2 separate regions of the Mus musculus genome follow, and region 2 is linked to region 1. The links are chromatin contacts, called in public Hi-C maps. All regions are on one chromosome and are shown on one strand. Each heading gives the region's core, a stretch centred on a gene start, on an enhancer-like site or on the middle of the called end of the contact. The rest is flanking DNA. Distances are from core to core; before and after follow the strand shown.

What was found. A called contact is a pair of places that touch in the nucleus more often than the background predicts.
Region 2: a contact with region 1 is called in a Hi-C map of uterus, with 4 times the contacts expected there. The contact joins two enhancer-like sites. A contact is called at or near these places in 6 of 484 Hi-C or Micro-C datasets (nephron progenitors and uterus), 1 of 115 datasets of contacts at active chromatin or transcription factors (embryonic stem cells) and 1 of 9 other capture datasets (embryonic stem cells).

Annotation. Positions count from the first base shown.
Region 1 is chr9:8,726,391-8,732,716 of GRCm38.p6, forward strand. All of the region lies in intron 1 of Gm32014 (predicted gene, 32014), which reads right to left. Among named protein-coding and RNA genes, the nearest start is that of Gm32014, 11 kb to the right of the region's middle. Within about 2 kb of position 4,926, at least 9 of the 459 cell types and tissues checked have an H3K27ac peak or open chromatin away from gene starts, as enhancers often do. A contact at or near this core is called in uterus, where this site is marked.
Region 2 is chr9:8,968,681-8,975,520 of GRCm38.p6, forward strand. No RefSeq gene overlaps it. Among named protein-coding and RNA genes, the nearest start is that of Pgr, 72 kb to the left of the region's middle. Within about 2 kb of position 1,846, at least 24 of the 459 cell types and tissues checked have an H3K27ac peak or open chromatin away from gene starts, as enhancers often do. A contact at or near this core is called in uterus, where this site is marked.

The DNA of each region.
Region 1 (6,326 bases), core at 3,676-6,175:
AAGTATTAATCATGTCACACTGCAAGGACAATTTCAGCAGTGTTTAGTCAAATACTGAGGCTAGTGAGATGGCTCATTGAGTAAGGCATTGCTACTAAACCTGGAAATCTGAGTTTAGTCCCTGTAACCCACAAGGTAGGAGAGAACTAACTCCAGAAAGCTGTCCTGTGATTTCCACACATATACTGTCATCTCTGTAAATCCACTAACATGCAACTAAACAAAATTTCCTTAATTCTAGAGAAGATAGGATACATGAGAAAACTGTATTTTTAAATTCTGCAAATACTTAAGAATTTGTTTTATATCCTAGAATATGTAGGTTCTATGTTTGATGCAGAAATGGAAAATATATGCTTACTACCACTTTATAATTTACAGCCCAATGGGTTAATTAAACAATAGAAAAGGTAGGGTGGAAAATAGTAATACACTATGAGAGAGTTTAGGGCTGAGAAGGGTTACTTTCAGGAAAAATATCAGGCATAGATAGTTATAGGAAATGCTAGGAATGAATGGGACATGCATATATCCGTCCTTATGGGGGTTCTAGCTTGATGGGGTACATCCTGTGTTAGAACTACTTCACCATGGCTACCATGTCCTTTCTTACATTTCCCTTCCAGATTTCTTCTTTTCTTTCTCTTTCTTCTCTTCATTTTTTTATCCACACCACATCTTGATTTGTGTATGTGTGTGTGTGTGTGTGTGTGTGTGTGTGTGTGTGTGTGTGTGCTTCTTACCACCAACTATGTTTCTTGGAGAGATATCATATGTTTTTCTCTCATTACAGCTTTTACTCGCCCTGATTACAAAGCTCTTAAATTTCAACTCTCTGCTGATGATACAGACTCAGCATCCTTTGTGCTGTTGTCTAAGCTCTATTCTTATGTGCCAAGCTCTTTTTGATTTATCCCATTTACTCATAAACTCAGTATGTTCAAAATCATATTGCTTTCCTCTGAAATACTGCCTATAATTGATATCATTGGTCACTGAGCTAATGAAGACAGGAGGCTGAGTGATATCCTAGCCTCATCTCACTCACTTGTCATTCAGAGTTAGGGAGACATGGGTTCCACTTCATCAGCATGCCCTCGGTTCTACCCTTGTTTGTTACTATGATGGTGTGTAGAGAGAATATACTGTGTGTTGTATGGATACATTGCCTCTCAATTAAAAAAACAAAACAAACCTATGGACTATAGTTAAGGGTAGGATAGACGGTGGAACATCTGGGATGCAGGAAGAATTCTGAGATAGAGCCATGCTAGGGAGATTCACCAGGAGGATGTGACAATAATGATGCATGGCACCTGAGCATAGGCAACCAGCTACATGCAATGTGAGTTAAAATAAATGGGTTGTTTTAGTTTTGATCTAATAAGAGAAAAGCCTGAAAAATTGTCTAACGAATGTGTAAATATATTTTAAGTATGAGTCTTATTTCTGGGAGCATGAGGCCAAGAGGAAGAACCAAAACAAACTTCTACAATGCTGTCCTGTTGCCTGTGTGAGTCCTGACTGAGCTTGTTCTTCTGTGTCGTCCTGTGGTAAGGTAAGAGCTCAAGTGATTTCAAATCAAACTGTCCCAAGCCAATATTTATCCCAAATACTATGAGAAATCAGAGGAGCATGCTATTCTGGGTAGCTTGGTACATAAGACTTCTGCCCATTTCTCTAGAGTCAACATTTAAGCCCCTTCAGACCCTGTCTTTGCTTCATCATGGTCTTGTCCCTCATCTTTCAGGGACACACACACACACACACACGAACCATACTACACTAACAATGATTGACAACTTAGGTTTGAGTCACAAGTAAGCTGAATTACAGTCTATGCTCTCTAATTTTACTGCATTTTTCACATATGTCCATATGTTTAATTAGCTGTATTAAAACATTTAAAATTAGCTTTTACATGTTGGCTTCTTATGTTTCAACTAAGTGTGGATGTTCACATTTGTGTGCAAGTGCTCAGAGAAACCAGACAAGGGGTTCTGAGACATCAGAATTGAAGCTGAAAATAGTTGTGAACCACCCAATGTAGATGCTGGAAAAAGAACTTGGTCGTCTGCATTTCTCCAGCCCCTCATGGTAGGTATTTTAGATATATTATTTTTCAGTGAATGTTGGGTTTTAAGAGAATAAATTTTAAGAACTCAACATTTTTATAAGATGATACATCTGTGTTATTATTTAATTCAGGCACATTTTGCACAGTAAATTATATGATTATATTGAAAGTTGGATTCATCTAACCAAAACCATTGTTATACTATCATGGTATCCTGATTTGAAAAACATCAAGTATCACAGAAAACAACACAAGTTAAAATTAGCAGTATAGCATGTGGGGCTCTTGATTCACTGCTATTGAATCCAAAAGAAATGTTTGACAGAAATGTTGAAGCACTCAATGCCTACAGTCTCTATAAGGACATTGCATATGAACATAGGGGATGACATGCACAGCTCTCTCTTGTCACATAAGCAACTAGAATCAGACATACAGAAAAATAAAAACAAAACAAACAGAAATGGGAATCAAATCAAAAGCATGGATTTCTAGGTGTTTTAATTTCATTGAAAGGACACCAAATCCACTGTGCAATAACTAATGTGTAGTAAACTCAAGGTTATTCTTTCAATATTTTAGAATAACTTTTAAAGTCCATTCATGCATTACACAATACATGAAAGATTGTTTGATTCTGCCTCTGTACTTATTTTTCCTTAGCCAAGAAAAGGTGATCAGAGAAGCCAAAAGATCTCTTGGCTTTGAATCAGTTGACAAATGTGGCATTCAATTCTACATGGTATAAACACAGCACGGGGTTGGGGGGCAGACAAATATCAAGCTGATACTCAAGCCCATTACTGCCAAGAGAAGGCATCCGATCAAGGCTGGAAAGCAGCTCCAGGCAGTGGGTGTGCAGGCAACAAAATATAGTGGCCAGGGTATTCAGTGTAAGGACAAGGCTTTGTGCTCAGCTGTGCCGGGCTGTCCACACTTTAGAGGAAAGGACAGTTTATCATGACCTTGTGGTTGGATCCAAACTGTTCACAAGGGACACATCAAACAGGGCAGAGTTTAGGTCCATCCTCTGTGGATCATCTATTGGACAAACTAGAAAGTTGTTTATCCTGTAGTTCATTATAGAAGCCTGATTTCAGATGTATTCCTTGTCTGTGCTGAATATCATATGTGACTAAGTTTTTGCTGAAAGAGACAATACTTAGTATTTATTATCTCAGGAGGAAGGTACCTGCAATATACATTCAAATAGTTTCCTCTTTCCATACTAATTTTAAAGACATGTGATCTCTTTATAATGAAAAGCCTACTTACTGAAGGACTTCAGATAAAACTCAGGTCTTCTGGGCTTCTAGTAGATAAAGTAGATAGCTTCATTATGCATCAAACCACATAAGGACAGGAACACCCTCTCATTAGATCCCAGAAAATTAAATGCATATTAGAAGCTGTTAAAGAACTACTTAGATCCTGGACCTTCTGTTTTAGTCTAGTTTCTGTCACAGAATGCATGCTTTCTGGGCTCTGAGGCACCCTGAGAGTAACTTACTTCATGCTGGTATCCATCTGTATACCCATACAGCCCATTCTTTATTCATCCCTTTTGTGGGATGCAGTAAAACCCATATCATGCCTACACATTCATCTTACAGCAACACAGGAACACGGGGGATTCTGAGTCCTTTAGAACAAGCTTTTTATTTTTTACAAAATGACATAGGAGCTTGTAGGTAATTGTTTTCTCTTCTCTGCCATGAAGTAATCTGAGAAGCATATTGTATGATTTCTTCTCTCCAGTTGGTTGTTTCCGAAAGTGAACTACATATTGTAGCCACTACTCTCATTGACCAGAAGGAGAAAAAAATATTCTCAGGCTTTGGAAACTTTTCCGTAATCCAGGCCTGATAAAGTTCTTTTACCCAAAATTAACAGCAAGACCTAAAACTCACTAAGGAATGTATCCTTCTAAAACACAAAGCATTAAGGCTTGATCTATGATTCCTGAGAAGTGACGTTCTGTAAACGGGTGCTCAGACAAATCCCACTGGAATCCTTCGGGATTGATTTCTTTTTGAATCTCACTAACATGCTTATTGACAAAAGGAATAATAAAAGATTGTCTTTTAGGGTCAAACAACTTTATCCTGCCTTCTCCTTCTCTGCTTCAGTGTATGGGGTAAGAGTAACTTCTTAAGCAGATGTCACCCTCATTAAGTGTCCTTTACTTACATCATGTCATTGCATGTGTGAGGTCTGTCCACTAAACCTGAGAAAGTATTTGCTGTGAATGACAAAGTAAAAATGAAAAAAAAATGGAGTACAAAGGAATACCTATCTAGGATGTTATTACTCCATTAAAATAAAAATTCCATTTTTATGTATTTGTATATGGACTGTACCTGTATGTATGTGCATGTTTTATATGTGCATGTGGGGAGGTGGGTGCATGTGCACCTGTGTGCACATGTAAGGGGAAGCCCAAAGTTTGTGTTCAGAATCATCCTCAGTTGATCTATCTTATTCCATTAGGCAGGGTTTGTCAGCCAAACTCAGAGCTTACCAATGTGGCTGCTCTTGATAGCCAGCTTGCTCTGCGATCCCGGCTCTGCCCTCTGAGTCTGGAATTACTACAGGCCAGCCTCTATCCACTCACCATTTACATGGGCTGTAGATCTGGATTTCAGTTCTCACATTTGTAGGGTAAGTGTTTTATCCACTGAACTATCTCTCCCCCATAACTGCTGTAGAAATGTCCTTATGGTTTGCCTGGTGAAGTCCTTATTATAACAATGAGGAAACTCTTGCCAGAGAAGGGAAGTGACCTGTCTCAAGTTGCATACCAGGTGGTGGCAAGGTTTAGGTGACCACAGATCACCCTTTGAATCAAAACTCTGTTCCTTAAATTACATCACAACATTGAATCATGACTAGTGACATCCCATCCATTAGGCGGTTTTGGCAAACAGTACAAAGAATGAGTCATCAGATTTCCTGAATTAAAAGAGGACCCTATTTTCCCATTCTGTCTTTGCTAATTGCTTTTAAAAGATGCTTTGACTCCCAAAATATGGTAGTCACATCATTGTACATAAATATTCTATCAGCCTGTTAACATCCCTCCCCCTCCCCCTCCCCTCCCCCTCCCGTCAAACTTTTTTTTGGATCTGTTTCCCAGAGCCCAGTATGTCTAAGTGATTAATACATTTTTACTTGTTTCTTTTGTGTCTGCATGCTTGTGTGGAAACCATAGGTCAACACTGTATGTCTTCCACAGTCACGTTCCACCTTAGCTTTCCCAACAGTCTCTATCACAGGAGCTGAAGGTCACCAGTTCCTGTAGACTGGCTGCCCAGTGAACAAAGCCCGGCAACCCTCTTGTCTCTGCCTGTCCAACATGGATTCACAGACGTGTCACAAGCACATTCAGACTCAAATCTCATGCTGCAGTGTAAACATGCCATCTTTTAATACGTCAAATTCTGTTTATTGAAATGGAGAACCACAGGACAAGAGTTCGGGGCTTATAATGACAGCAGCATTTGAGCGCATGTCTGACATAGAGGCTTGGCTCCAATCCATACACACATACACTCTCTCTCTCTCTCTCTCTCTCTCTCTCTCTCTCTCTCTCTCTCTCTTATTTGAATGCACGAAGGGATTTTAGGCAGCTTGAGCATAGAAAAATGGCTCTGGCAGGCCTTGCCCTTCTTCACTTCTCTACCATTTCTTCCACCTTGCTAAAAAACAAACAAACAAACAAACAAACAAACAAACAAACACCATTAGATTACATTCCTAAAGCTAACTCCAAATAAAGGTCTATTCCTTTGGTCACTTCCTATTCCTGAGGCTGACTACCAAGGTCCAGCTATCAAAATATTGAAGTCCAGCAACCAAAAACCCCAGTTGATCACATAACTAACAGGCTAAGTTTAAATTAAACACCTCATCTTAACACAGGATTTGCCCTTCATTGTTATAAACTGCCATTTGTCTGTGGGCCACGCCTGTCCCCTCCTTATCCAGAGACAGTCCTTTGTCCTTGTTCTCCTCTCTGGCACTAATAATACTTCCTCCTCTCCTTTGTTCCTTTTCTCTTCTCCTCTGTCCTCTATCTCCTGTCTTGTTCCCCTTCCCCTGCCCTCTGTCCCTCTGGGCCAAATAAATCTCCTTTTTATTGGCAATTTGATCTTGGGAGTCTTGAGCCAATACTGATCCTTTCACACTTAGCTCCAAAATGCATGCCAATGTGATTCAAAGACCATTCCCTGCACGCCACCATGTGTTA
Region 2 (6,840 bases), core at 596-3,095, 240 kb after region 1:
TCCTATGATTACTCACTTCTTGGTTACTTGCTGGCTACATGAGTGTAATATAGAGCTATTTCATTAAACTTTACCCAACTGCTTTGCAAATAATAAGCACACGATATATATCTGTACACATATATAGAGATGTTCAGAAATAGCATTTCCGTAATTTCATCTTCATTATGCCATAATTTTGTTATAACCTTGCCATGTTAATCTGTTCTAGTCACTAGTGAAACCTGGGATCTGGAAAATCTGATTATTTTCCTTCTCCCACTGTTTACTATGAAATATTTTTATCAATTCAATGTGTGTTTATTTATTTTCCTGAATAAAATGTAGTTTTTTGAGTTTAGGGCCTAATGTATAAGAAATCTAAAGAGCATATCACCCTTTGCTTATAATATCTAATAGAACCAGTATTAATTTTTGACATTTCCCACAAACTCTTAAATATCCTATGCAGAGCAGAGCACAGCTCTCTAACAAACTGTATGAAAAGTTATTCTTCTCTTCATCTATACCAACTGACAATGGGATCCAAAACTTATGATACAATCAACTCCCCAAATAGTATTATTCTGATTATAAGAACTTTCCCCGCCCACTGGATCTGGTAGCCTTAATTCCTTTGATAACTGCTACAATTTCTGTTTTTGCTAGGAACAATTGGATCATCTCTGTTTTTCCTTGTTAATCACATTCCAGGCTGGAATATGAACCCTTTAAATCTCTTTAAAACTCTGTAGCCTCATGTACAAGAAGCACTCAAGACTTAAGAATATTTTTTCACAATTTTTATTCCATATTTTTAAAATACATCTTTATTTTTTATTGCATAGTTCAGCAACCACTCTCTTTAGGATAGACTGAGTTGGACAAGAGGAAGACACTAAGGAAGGCATAACTTTCTTTTTCCTATGATCTGCCTTTTAGATATAGAAAACATATTCATCTCTTAAATTCCAAAAGAAATCCAAAGGTGGATACTCTAGGAAAAGACTGTCAACTCCCAAGTTGCTCACACACACTCACCAGGTCATGACATAATTTTCATTAGCAGAATATCACCAGGAGTCCATGATGGTACTCTTGTCTTTATTTGGGGATGGGCACCAAGTTCACTGTCTACCTCTACCTTCAGTCTACCACTTCTTTAGTATAACATTGTTTCATACCCTCTGGCCTTTAAACTAAAATTGAGTGAAAAGCCATAGAGCATCTAACTGTCCATCCACAGGATGGAATACAGTTGGATAGGCATTGTGCTCCACATCATGATATGAATCGAAGTTCAACAAGACCTAGATAGCCAGATTCAGGTTGAATTCCACCTTTAGTTAGACTCATGGTTGGGGGAGACCCTGCAGACTACCAGTTTCTCAGACCTAACATTCACCAAAGTTAGTTCTTCAAAACTGAATCTAAATGTTGTGTGTGTTAGTGCCTTCCTGGACCCCAAGGACTATGTAGGCTGAAGCAGGATTGCACAATCTAAACCAGCCTGGGCCACACAGTTAGACTTTGTCTCCATTTTAAGATAAAATGCAAAGAGTAGTCTCCTTTATTCTTCTCTTCCCTGGAAGAATTTAAGAGTTTATGAGGCATTAATGACGAGTTAAATAACAGCAAGAGCCTGGTTACTGCAAAGGGAGGGGAGCAGAGGATTGCTCTCCTCCTAGAGTTGACAGCATTCCAAAGCAGAGCTCTGGGCCTGACTGGAGGCTGCTCCCAGGCTCCTTCAAGCTCCGTGCAGCTGGGGAGTCTGGAAAACTCTTACAGGATTGCTGGATGAGTCCCAGAATGTCGACCTCATTTTCGATTTACTGGACTGGTTGCCTCATGTCACGCTGACCTTATTGTTAAACACAGGTTTGTTTGCCTTCTTACGACTCATGGCGAAATGGGGGAAAGCATTACTTTTAAGCTGGTTGAAAGCTTTTAACTGACAGGGCACTTTCAGAGAAATGTGAAGAGACCAGCCATGAAAGGCCACTCTGCTCATTACTTCCAGGAAGCTGCAGTATTATTAACTCTCGGAGTGACATCAGTGTCATGGCCCATATTTAGACCAATATAAGTAAAATATGCAAGCCGCATTGTAAATAGTTTTCAGGAATACATTGTACTTTATTTTTAAATTGTCTTTTGAAATTGCTCAACCCCAATAGTAACCAATTTTTCAGACATTACTGTAAATGAAACCTGTTTAAATATGATTTTCTTTTGTAGGGTATATAAGAAGCTTAACACTTGGTTACTTTTCTTTTGAGTTTTCATGATTAGCTATTTCATTCAGTAGTGGCTTAAAGTGTTTTGTCACTGGAGGTAACTTTTGTTGTCTTCCTTGCTCCAGGAAGATTGATTTTAAAGTATCTGTTCATCAAACTGTGTTTCTATTACATATGCAGCTGTTTTGTTTTTTAATGTCTTCTTCAAATTCATATTACTTAGAGTTACTGGACCATGCAGCAATATATTTGGTGTGATTGGATTTTTAAATGTAGACTTAACTTGGTAAACACAATTTTTTAACTTTTTAAAATAGGAAAACGGCCAATGAACTCCTATCATAGCTTTTCTGAACTCAGTTGTCAACTAGAGTATTAGCTTTTATTCCTGAGGGCTTTATGACTTATAAGAGAAACAGAAAGAAAAGAACCTGCGAGTGAATAGCAGTATACCCTATAGCTGTCAAAAACAGAGATGCACCCTGCTCAGTCTCCACTGGGTAGAAACTCTACCTAGAATTTCAGACGGTAAGCAGAGATAGACAGACTGCCTTCTGCGGCCATCATTTTCATCTGTACTATGTCTCCTTTTGATCTAAATATTCTGTGTATTTTAACTCTTCTGGGGTAATCATTGCTCCAAGAAAAATAAGAGAGGTGTGACATCTAATTTTAAAGTATTTCAAAAGAACAACAACAATTAAAAAAAAACAATTTTTCCAAATTGATGCTTTGAAACAAATAGAGGAAACGTGTAAGAACTTGGAAAAAAGAGGTGTGGCTTACTAGGTCAGTTGGAAAGTTCATTGACATAAAAGCAGATATCATCCTCTTAATTACTGAGCAACATCCATGACAGGATGATACAAACCCCAAAAGGTGATGTGCCAGGTCAACAACATGAGAAATGTTCGAAGAATTACCAGTCATTATGCAAACATAGATTGTAAATAAGCCCAGAAAATGCTCTGTGGTGTTTAAGGATTTCATTGTTCTAATTGGAGGCTACATGGTTTAGGGGGAAAGTCACCAATCCATATCTCTGCCTAGATGTCAACTAATTGAGGTTTGTTGTTGTTGTTGTTGTTGTTTGGTTTGGTTTGTTTTTAAGATCTTAATATTTCCCCTTAAAACAAAGAGAAAAATGCTAAAAGCAAATTATCTCTTCTGACTCCCACAGTCAATCAAAGCACCAGGTTTAACTCTGAAACTACCAACTTTCTAAAGAGTTTATTTCAATGTGTCATTGTCAGTTCAGTTACCTATTTAAGTATAGGGAAAATATGCCCAGAACACAGAACCGAAATGATGGTGGTGGTGTGGTGGTGGTGGTTGTGGTGGAGGTGGTGTGGTGGTGGTGTGGTGGAGGTGTGGTGGAGGTGTGGTGGAAGTGGTATGGTGATGGTTATGGTGGAGGTGGAAGTAACAATGGTGAAGTTGAGAAGCATTACTTTAGGCATCATCCCATTCTCAACTGGAAGACATCACCCTGCTGGACTGTAGCAGTACCCAGTTCTCTCTTCTCTGGTTTACAGTTGGGTGGAGAGGAAAGATGGATAATCAAAGATCTGGGTATTACACAGTGAAAAAAGGGAGAGTCAAGAACACATAGGAAATTTTTATAATAGCAGATTCCAAAGTGAGTCAAGACATCCTGAAAAACATGTAAAGTAGTTGAGGAATTAGCTTAGCTAGCATTCAATCAAGAAGAAGGGAAGAGTCCTCCAATCTTGTAAACAATAGAGGCACAAACTAAAAGAAAAAATACACGGACATGGTGCTGCCAGAGAGCGTGGAGCCAAAACTGATGTGACAGAATGAAATCCAAGTCCCAAATATATATGGTCTTGTGTACCATAGTATCGCATGAAAATGTAGCTCTACATGAAAAGAGTGTCCTCTGTGTGATGCTCTAGAAGATGTTCTCCGTAGTACAGACAATGGGGTTAGGGAGGACTCATCCTGGAGGCAGGGAGCATGTTTTGAAGGAAGTTGCAATATTCTGAGCAAATGATGGGTCATAAACATAAAGAGCTGGGGTGATCGTGACCTCCTTAGTTTTCCAGAAGGCTTTGTGAGACATTACCAAGAGGCACTGACAGAATGACGACAGTAGATGAACACACAGATAACCTGCTGGACACCAGACCAGATGCCTCATTGTTTGGCTTCTGTGTTGAAACCAAAAATCCTTGTCATAAAGAATATAAAACTAAGAAACTTTGGTTTTACCAACCACTAAAATCCAGATGAGCACCCAAAGAAACTGTACTCCTCCTCCAACATCCCCAGAGCTGCAAGTACCTGCAACCTCAAACCCCTGGTGTAGGCACTGAGGCAAGGCCAGAAGAGCTCCAGACTTAGCCAATGGGACAGAGATACACTGATTTGCCAACAAATACAAAACAAGCACGTCCAATGTGTAGCTACTACCCAGTAGTGTGGCAGTATAGGGTAGGAATAAAAAGATCAAATATCTATACGGGATCTTGCCTCATGAACCATAGGAGGAGTCTGCGGGGTAAGAAGGAAGCCGATGGGTGGTAGGCTGGGAAGGAAATGTGTCAGTCTAAGGAACGTCCAGCTCTCTTAGTTTAATGTATCCTGCGTTCTGTTGGTTTCTATCAAGTTCTCATCTCCCATCTTATTACTACTCACAAGAGCATAGTGAGGAGAGGGAGAAGCTGACTGTGATCTTGGTACCAGAGGGAAGTAGGGATTCCCAGCCACTCTTCTCTCACTACTTCACTTTCTGGCAATTACTAAGCCTGATCATAAATGCAACAGGATCATGACAATTAGAAATCCATGACTTTTGAATGTCTCAGGAGCATCAGCACCATGGAGCACTTTGACTACTGGCTTGATGCTTCCTATTCTTTACTGGCTTGACAGATTTCTGCTATAGGAGCTGGTTTCACTGTCTGGACTCTGCTACAGGGTCATTTTGTCCTTTCAAGGGAACTGTGGTTTTCAGTATCTGCTATATCCTCTCCACACTGGAAGCAGACAGAATGTAGGTGTCTCAAATATGCAGACTTTACAGCTTTATAGGACACTAGCCACTGTGCTATTGGACTTCTCCTGCCTGTGCACCACCTTTTCTTCAAGATTAGTCCCTGAGTGTAGAATTCTGACATCCCTGCCACACCTTTCAGTTATGAGATGCTGTTTCTAAGGCTAAATTCTTGCTATATCTTTTAAGAGCCATCTGTAGTCAAGCCTGACTTTGTTTTCTTTGAGACAGGATCTCACAATGGCTTTCCTTGAACTATGTAGAACAAGGTCGGTCCTGAACTCAAAGAAATTCACCTGTCTCTGGTTTCTGAGTGCTGGGGTTAAAGGTATATGTCATCAGGCCCAGTATTCAAGTCTAATTCAAGGTCTATATGCTTAACATTTAGGAGATCATATAATTTATTTTAGAAAGCCCTGCTCTTCAGACTTGCCTTGCTCTGGTCCACTTAAAGACCATCCCAGGAGGTCAGAAGATGAACTCTGGCTTTCTTTAAGCATTTCTCCTCCAGTGTCCCTTGAGAAGGACCCATTGCAAAAAAAGACCAACAAAGATTGGTGTACTTCAATGAGCTACTACACAGTTCTTTGGGAATTTCTGTCAAGAGGGTGAAATGCTCCCTTCATCTGAAATGAAGCTTTACCCCATTTGGTGCTGAGACATATGAAGCTGTGAAAGAAGGGATGACTTTAAATAGTTAACAGTAGTCAGACACTCCCTTTAATCTTATGCTCTGTGTTTCCCTCACAGTAACTTTACTACTTTGAGTGCTCACTTCCACAGTTGATGCTCAAGTTGTTCTTTGTTTGTGAAACTAGTGTTCATGGTGGCCCGAGAAGAGGAACTCTTCAATGCTCTGCCATGCCCATACCCTTTCTGAACTTTTTGTTATTAGTCTACTTTAAGTAAACAATAGGTCTTTAAGTCGATTCAGCACACATAGGTATGGAGTCTCATGTCCTTCGATAAATTTTTATGCCTGTGGCTTCCAATTGCTGATTAGGAAAGAAAATATTTTGAAATATATTGAAATTTGAGGTTCTTTGCTAGAAAGGTGAGATTGTGTCCCCATTTATGGAACCCTGGCTCTGTTTCCCTGGAGCTGGCCAGGTGATGACTGCGAGAGCCAAGCAAGCAGCACCAGCATCATTCTGTATTTATTTTCAACCTATTAAAAGTTCCCTCTTGACTTTTCTACTATGGGTGGATTTCAGAAGAAATGTTTTGTGGTTCCCACACGAAGTAGAGTTAGCCTATCCAGCTTGAACGATTTTCAGACAAATCATTTTCAGAAACATTGGGAATGTAAATGGCTTCTAGTATAATATCAAGTCGTGGTGAAGAATAAGCTCTTTATCAATGAATTAAAACACCTCAAACCTTGCTATAATGACATACCAGATACACATGAATAGTCAAGATATGGCTCACATTTTTAATTCAAGTCACTATTTCAGCTTGCATATGACCATATATGGCATAAAGTAGAATGTTAATATAGTTTGGTGATATGTATTTTTGATAATCTATGCATTTTAATAAAGCAAGAATTGATTCTCAAGATAATTAAAGCAAACTAGCTGTTTTAATTATAAATGTAAGACAAAC